Regions from separate parts of the Sus scrofa genome. Here region 1 is linked to region 2. Evidence: chromatin contacts called from public HiChIP or PLAC-seq data. All regions are on one chromosome and are shown on one strand. Each heading gives the region's core, a stretch centred on a gene start, on an enhancer-like site or on the middle of the called end of the contact. The rest is flanking DNA. Distances are from core to core; before and after follow the strand shown. Region 1 overlaps SLC4A7 (sodium bicarbonate cotransporter 3). Region 2 overlaps NEK10 (serine/threonine-protein kinase Nek10).

The links. HiChIP or PLAC-seq counts read pairs in DNA pulled down with a chosen protein or histone mark.
Region 1: an H3K27ac HiChIP or PLAC-seq map of skeletal muscle shows a contact between it and region 2. The contact joins two enhancer-like sites. A contact is called at or near these places in 19 of 47 Hi-C or Micro-C datasets (brain, embryonic fibroblasts, fetal heart ventricle and 10 more) and 1 of 2 datasets of contacts at active chromatin or transcription factors (skeletal muscle).

Annotation. Positions count from the first base shown.
Region 1 is chr13:14,021,980-14,024,964 of Sscrofa11.1, forward strand. All of the region lies in intron 1 of SLC4A7 (sodium bicarbonate cotransporter 3), which reads right to left. Among named protein-coding and RNA genes, the nearest start is that of SLC4A7, 20 kb to the right of the region's middle. Within about 2 kb of position 1,417, at least 6 of the 83 cell types and tissues checked have an H3K27ac peak or open chromatin away from gene starts, as enhancers often do. A contact at or near this core is called in skeletal muscle, where this site is marked.
Region 2 is chr13:13,871,413-13,874,652 of Sscrofa11.1, forward strand. The region is part of intron 6 of NEK10 (serine/threonine-protein kinase Nek10); the gene reads right to left. Among named protein-coding and RNA genes, the nearest start is that of NEK10, 59 kb to the right of the region's middle. Within about 2 kb of position 1,634, at least 11 of the 83 cell types and tissues checked have an H3K27ac peak or open chromatin away from gene starts, as enhancers often do. A contact at or near this core is called in skeletal muscle, where this site is marked.

The DNA.
Region 1 (2,985 bases), core at 167-2,666, 150 kb after region 2:
TTGTGAGTGTATGTTTATACAAACATAATGTAAACACAAAGTATAGGAGGATATACAGGTTGGTCAATCTGTTTCAAAAAAGATCATGCTTCTCTAAAAATCTATTAATTCAATACATAGCATTTAATATCAAAGATAACCATAAGGAAGTCACTAATGGTGAAAAATTACCATTGTACTCAATTCTTCAAAACTATGACTAATTTTTTTTTGTCCACGCCTGCAGCATGTGAATGTTCCCACACCAGGGACTGAACCTGCAAAGACAACCCTGGATTCTTAACCTGCTAAGCCACAAGGGAACTCCAAAACTATGACTAATTTATATTTTAATAAATACAATTTTCGTAACAAGGCAAATAACATCTTTGAAAGCACATTTCACAAGGTCAGAAGATGGTTCAAAATTTTCAACATATTCCCCTTCAATTTTCTAAAAATGAGTCTGTAGGCACAGTGAAAAAAAAAAAAAAAAAAAAAAAAAAAAAAAAAAAAAAACCTAACATTTTTCAGCATCTAAGTCAGAAAAATAATGTAATCACATAAACTGATTTTTTTTTTAATGTTAAATGCAGGAAAAAGATGTATTAAGCTTAGAATCCACCAAAGAGGAAAATAATCTGGAAATTTAAGCTAGCTACAGAATTGTACAGGAGTTCCCATCGTGGTTCAGTGGTTAATGAACCTGACTAGCATCCATGAGGATACGGGTTTGATCCCTGGCCTCGCTCAGTAGATTAACAATCTGGCTTTGCTACGGCTATGGTGTAGGCCAACAGCTACAGCTCTGGTTCGAACCCTACCCTGGGATCCTCCATGTGCCGAGGGTGCAGCCCTAAAAAGACAAAGAAAAAAAGAGAGAGAGAGAGAGAATCATACAGGAATGAAAATGATCAAGTAAGCACATTTGGTAGCCATTTAAATTCCCTTTGCGGATACAAAGCTAGTGTTTTAGCAAAGGAACAGAATACTGAGAGTAACTGCTAGTAATGCAGCTAGTGCTACTGACATAACACAAAGAACCCATAAAAGTTTCTCTTCATTTGACCAAAAAGGGGAGGTGCATTCTTAATACAAATAAAACATAAATTAACATCTTGAAAAGTTTTACTTTCGTCATATATTCCTAAATTCTTTAGAAATAAAAGTGTGGAGGAGTTCCCCGGTGGCTCGGCAGGTTAAGGATCCAGCATTGCCACTGCTGTGGCAGAAGTTCTATGCCTGGCTCGGGAACTTCTGCTGGCTACAGGTGTGCCAAAAAGAAAGCAAGGAAGAAAAAAAAAGAAACAGAAGTGTGAGAAAACAATATCCTTTAATAACGGATGGGCAAGGAAGTCATTTCTACTTCTTAGGCACATACACTATGGTTATTACCAGCTTTTATGCCATCGGCGGATGCCAATAACAGGGATCACTTACTAAAAATACGCTTGACACACATTCTTTCATTTACAATCCTAAACAGTTCTAGGAGAAGATACTACTATCCTAAATATATGAGAGAAATAAGTCGTTTTCCCAAGTTCCCACAGCTTGTACTGGGAGAAGCTGGAACTTAAAATTATGTCGTTTGCTTTCAGGGACATGCACTTTTCAGGAGGCCACTTACAAACATTATTTTTAATTCTCACTGTGAGAAACCCTGTAAGCTGATCACTTCCCAAACCAGGGCTGTCTGACTTCACAGCCTAAGTAAGCTCTTTCCACTAGGCCACATACCTTCCCCTAGTTACACAACATGTAATTTCATTTGCTCATATGCCTTGTTCAGGGAATTATAAGTAAAATAAAAAGTACTCACAATTACAAAAACATTCACCTAATTACTTTCAATGCTTAAAACTATTAGAAATTTGGTAACAGCCTAGTAACCACCATAAAAAGCAAAAACTGTAACACAATAACAGTACTAATATTATAATACATATATGGAGATATTATTTTACTTTGGTTTCCACAGATAAATTTGAAGCAAATAGCCAAGAAGAAGGAAAAGTTTCTGTAAAACATAAGGAAATCTAATTTTAAAACATTCTTCTGAGAGTAGCAATGCCAGTTCATACCTCTCCCCATCGCTAAGTATCATTGCTGCGTTCACACTGCTCAAACCAATTAGGGTCTCACTACTCCTTCATCAACTCACTACTAACCGTCAACGGAGGGTAACTGGCCTTCATCCATGCAGGGTAAAAGCGCCATCTGGTGGCTATCAGACACAGGGACTTTTCCTCCTACTGTTGCTTACAATAAAGAGAATAACTAAATAGCTGTTGCAGGCAAAGAAATTAAGAGTTTGAAAAAACTTTCCTGGAAGTTGGTTTTAAAAACCTGATATTTGATTTCATTCAAAAAAACTTAAATACTAAATATATTAATAAATATTCCATTTATAAATTAGGATATTCAGGATACAGTAGAGCTGTACTTTTCACATGGGCATTTTATATGCACCACTAAATGATCAATGTGTTATAGTGAAGCACAATTATAGTCACATTTTTAACATTGTTTCAAATACCCGCAGCACTCTGGAATTTTGTTTTCAAACATATGTTTACACATCTATAATACCATGAAAATTAAAGAGCTGAAGAATCTAATTCACAGATAAAATATAGTTAACAGAGTAAAAACTGTCTTACCAAAAACTTACCAGAAACAAAAACATAATGACAAAAAATGGCAAGTGTACTTAGCAAAATGCATCTCTATTTTTCTTAATAATACTGCACATTTAAATGCTACAGGTAAGAATTAGGAAGTTCAATTTACATTTGCATTGAGTAAATTTTTAGTGACAATGTTTCTGAATGTTGATTATTTTTTGTTCTTGAAGGTCTCATCTTGGGCTACCATTATCTAGTAAAATTAACCCAAGAACTTTTAAAAATAATCTGGTAAGAAATTAAAATACAACTGAAACTGGCTTAAATACACAAGAACCAAAAACAAAATATGGCTTAATTCAGTGAATTCAGATATATT
Region 2 (3,240 bases), core at 384-2,883:
TCTGCTGAATGACACACTGAATTTCAACATGATCCCCAGGTAATCTGCACACCCAATAAAACTCGAGAAGCATTGCTCTAGACTAGACCACAGGGTTTCTCCTTGAAATGATTTGGCTAATGGTCTTTATTAAACCCACACCCTAAACAAGTGTAAGGATAATCACTGGAAAATGCCCTCTGATATAGGTCTTTAAAATCAATTCCCAACAAGAAGGCATTGCATGAAATTTCTGAAACTGCCCCAAAGTGCTAATTAAGAAAGAGGAGTTCGAAATTATCGCAACCTTGTAAATCAACTATACTTCAATAAAACTTTTAAAAAAAGAGAGACATCAAAAAAAGAAAAAAGAAAAGAAAGAAAGGAGTTCCCTGGTAGCCTAGTGGGTTAAGGATCTGGCATTGTCACTACAGCAGCTCAGACCACTGCTGTGGCACAGGTTTGGTGCCTGGCCTGGGAATTTCTGCATGCCACAGGCACAGCCAAAGATTAAAAAAAATAAATAATAATAATAATTAACAAAAGAGAGAGGGCTGGGAGTGTGGAGTTGTGGAAGGAGCTAGTTTGGAACTCTACTACGTACAGGAAACACTCTCAGGTTACTCACACTGACACTGATCTCAGGGTAAACATGTTTCAAGTGGCCTTGACCTGTTTAAAGCTGTGCTGACACCTCTCTCCTTACTGGACAGGCACTCGAGAATGTTATTGGAAGTACAGACATTGGCCATCATTGCAATTCTGGGACGTGCAGGAGGTTGAGGATGCAGCCCCTAAGGCCAAGGGGGCAGCTAGGGAGAGGCTCGGTCGGGGGCTCAAGGCTTCCTGGGTCAAAGTCTCCTTATTCTGTGCAAAGGGGATTTGGAAACAACATAACCCTTTTTTATACTAAGAATGAAGGTACATTTATAACTCAATTAAAAATAGTTCTGAGGAGTTCCTGTCGTGGCACAGTGGTTAACGAATCCGACTAGGAACCATGAGGTTGCGGGTTCGGTCCCTGCCCTTGCTCAGTGGGTTAACGATCTGGCGTTGCCGTGAGCTGTGGTGTAGGTTGCAGACGCGGCTCGGATCCCGCGTTGCTGTGGCTCTGGCGTAGGCCGGTGGCTGCAGCTCCGATTCAACCCCTAGCCTGGGAACCTCCATATGCCACGGGAGCGGCCCAAGAAATAGCAACAATAACAACAACAACAACAACAACAACAACAAAAAAAAGACAAAAGACAAAAAAAAAAAATAGTTCTGTGACTACCTACTAATTTGAATTCCCATTATTGCAATTTCACTTTAGAAGAACTATTAATTAAAGAACCTATGAATACTGTATACATTATGCTAATTGCAGCAGGACAGTTTATACATACAAAAATAAAAACAACATTTTACAATCACTTATATCTTTTCAACAATTTTTTTCCCCATTCCTGTTTAGTAAAATCCCCGGGTTAGGCTCTGAAGGGGACACACATACGTATAAGTCAGAGGTTGACTTCACTGAGCTATGAGCAAGCATATGTAGACATACAAATAAGTGGAATTGAGGACAGAATTTAGGGAATTTAGGGAGTTCCTGCTGTAGCCCAACAGCGTCTCTGGAGTGCTGGGATGACGCAAGTATGATCCAAAGCCTGGCACAGTGGGTTAAGGATCTGGCATTGTGGCAGTTGTGGCATAGGTCGCAACTGTGGCTCAGTCTGATCCCTGGCCCAGGAACTCCATATGCCACAAGGCAGCCAGAAAAAAAAAAAAAAAAAAAAAGAAGCAGAATTTGGTCAGCATTATAAGAAAATTATACATGAGGTGCTATGACACCCAAGAGGACGGACATGCAATCATCTTCTGAGAGGGCTAAGGAAAACTTCCTAAGGACGGTAGCCTCTGCACGGGCTCAGAAGGATGGATAGATCTGCTGAGAAAACACGGAGGAAGAGGGGGAAACAAAGGGGATTCCAAGCAAAGACAACAGCAGGCTCCAAGGAACACAGAACTTGCGTAAAAAGAACATCAAGATGTTCCACAACTGTGAAAAGCACTTCCCTGACTCCATGAGGGGAAGTGTTGGGAGTTATGTTAGAAAAACAGAGTGTGAGCCAACCGTGGGAGGACTTGGACATGAGCCTGACTTTGAACTTGGCCAGGCAGGCCTGAGGATAGCATGTGAACAAGGGCTGATCCAAATCAGCCGTGAGGACTTTCCTCTGGTCTTGGGGTGACCTGGAGTGGGAAGCTGGTTTGGGGGCAGGTGGGAAGAGGTGTGGGGAAGCCGGCCGTCTTAGAAGTGGTGTGAGCACCTACCCCTGCAGACCCACGGGGAGAAAGGGAACAGAGAGGGCATCAGGTGCTGGCAAATCCAGGTCACGAATGAGACAAGGGCACAAAACTGAAATCTGCCATCACTGACATGAAGGAGATTTAAATCGGAAGCTTGGAAGGGTGAAGACACCAGAGAAAGAATAATGGGTCAGTGATTGGTCAGAGTCAATTTTTAATGTTTCCCTTGACATTACCTATCCAATAAGCAATGTGGATGATATGAAACTAAGTCCCTGTTTCCCAAACTATGTCCTGGAAATATTCATTTTATTCCATGCAATGGGTGGTACTAGGCATTCTATTTCAAAAAAAAAAAAAATTTCAGGATCAAACAATAGGTTAAACTGAGTGTAACACATGATTTTATCATAGACTGAAACTCCTCAGAGCTTTAATGTACTGCTATGCCCTTAGGTCCCCAGCAGGAGAACCAGTGGGCAGCTTTCCTAAATGTCACTGACTGCAGCGCCCTTCTTTTCACAGGATACTGACCTCACCTGGGGACCAGAGTTTGAGAAGTGCTGTTATAAAGTATAGAAAGGGGCCTGTGGAGTTCCCGTCGTGGCGCAGTGGTTAACGAATCCGACTAGGAACCATGAGGTTGCGGGTTCGGTCCCTGCCCTTGCTCAGTGGGTTAACGATCTGGCGTTGCCGTGAGCTGTGGTGTAGGTTGCAGACGCGGCTTGGATCCCGCGTTGCTGTGGCTCTGGCGTAGGCCGGTGGCTGCAGCTCCGATTCAACCCCTAGCCTGGGAACCTCCATATGCCGCGGGAGTGGCCCAAGAAATAGCAAAAAGACAAAAAAAAAAAAAAAAAAAAAAAAAAAAGAAAGGGGCCTGTGCACACTACTGTAACGGAATGGATGGTCCATGCGGCCCTGCTGTACAGCACAGGGAATGCTACTCAATACTCTGTGATAACCTATATG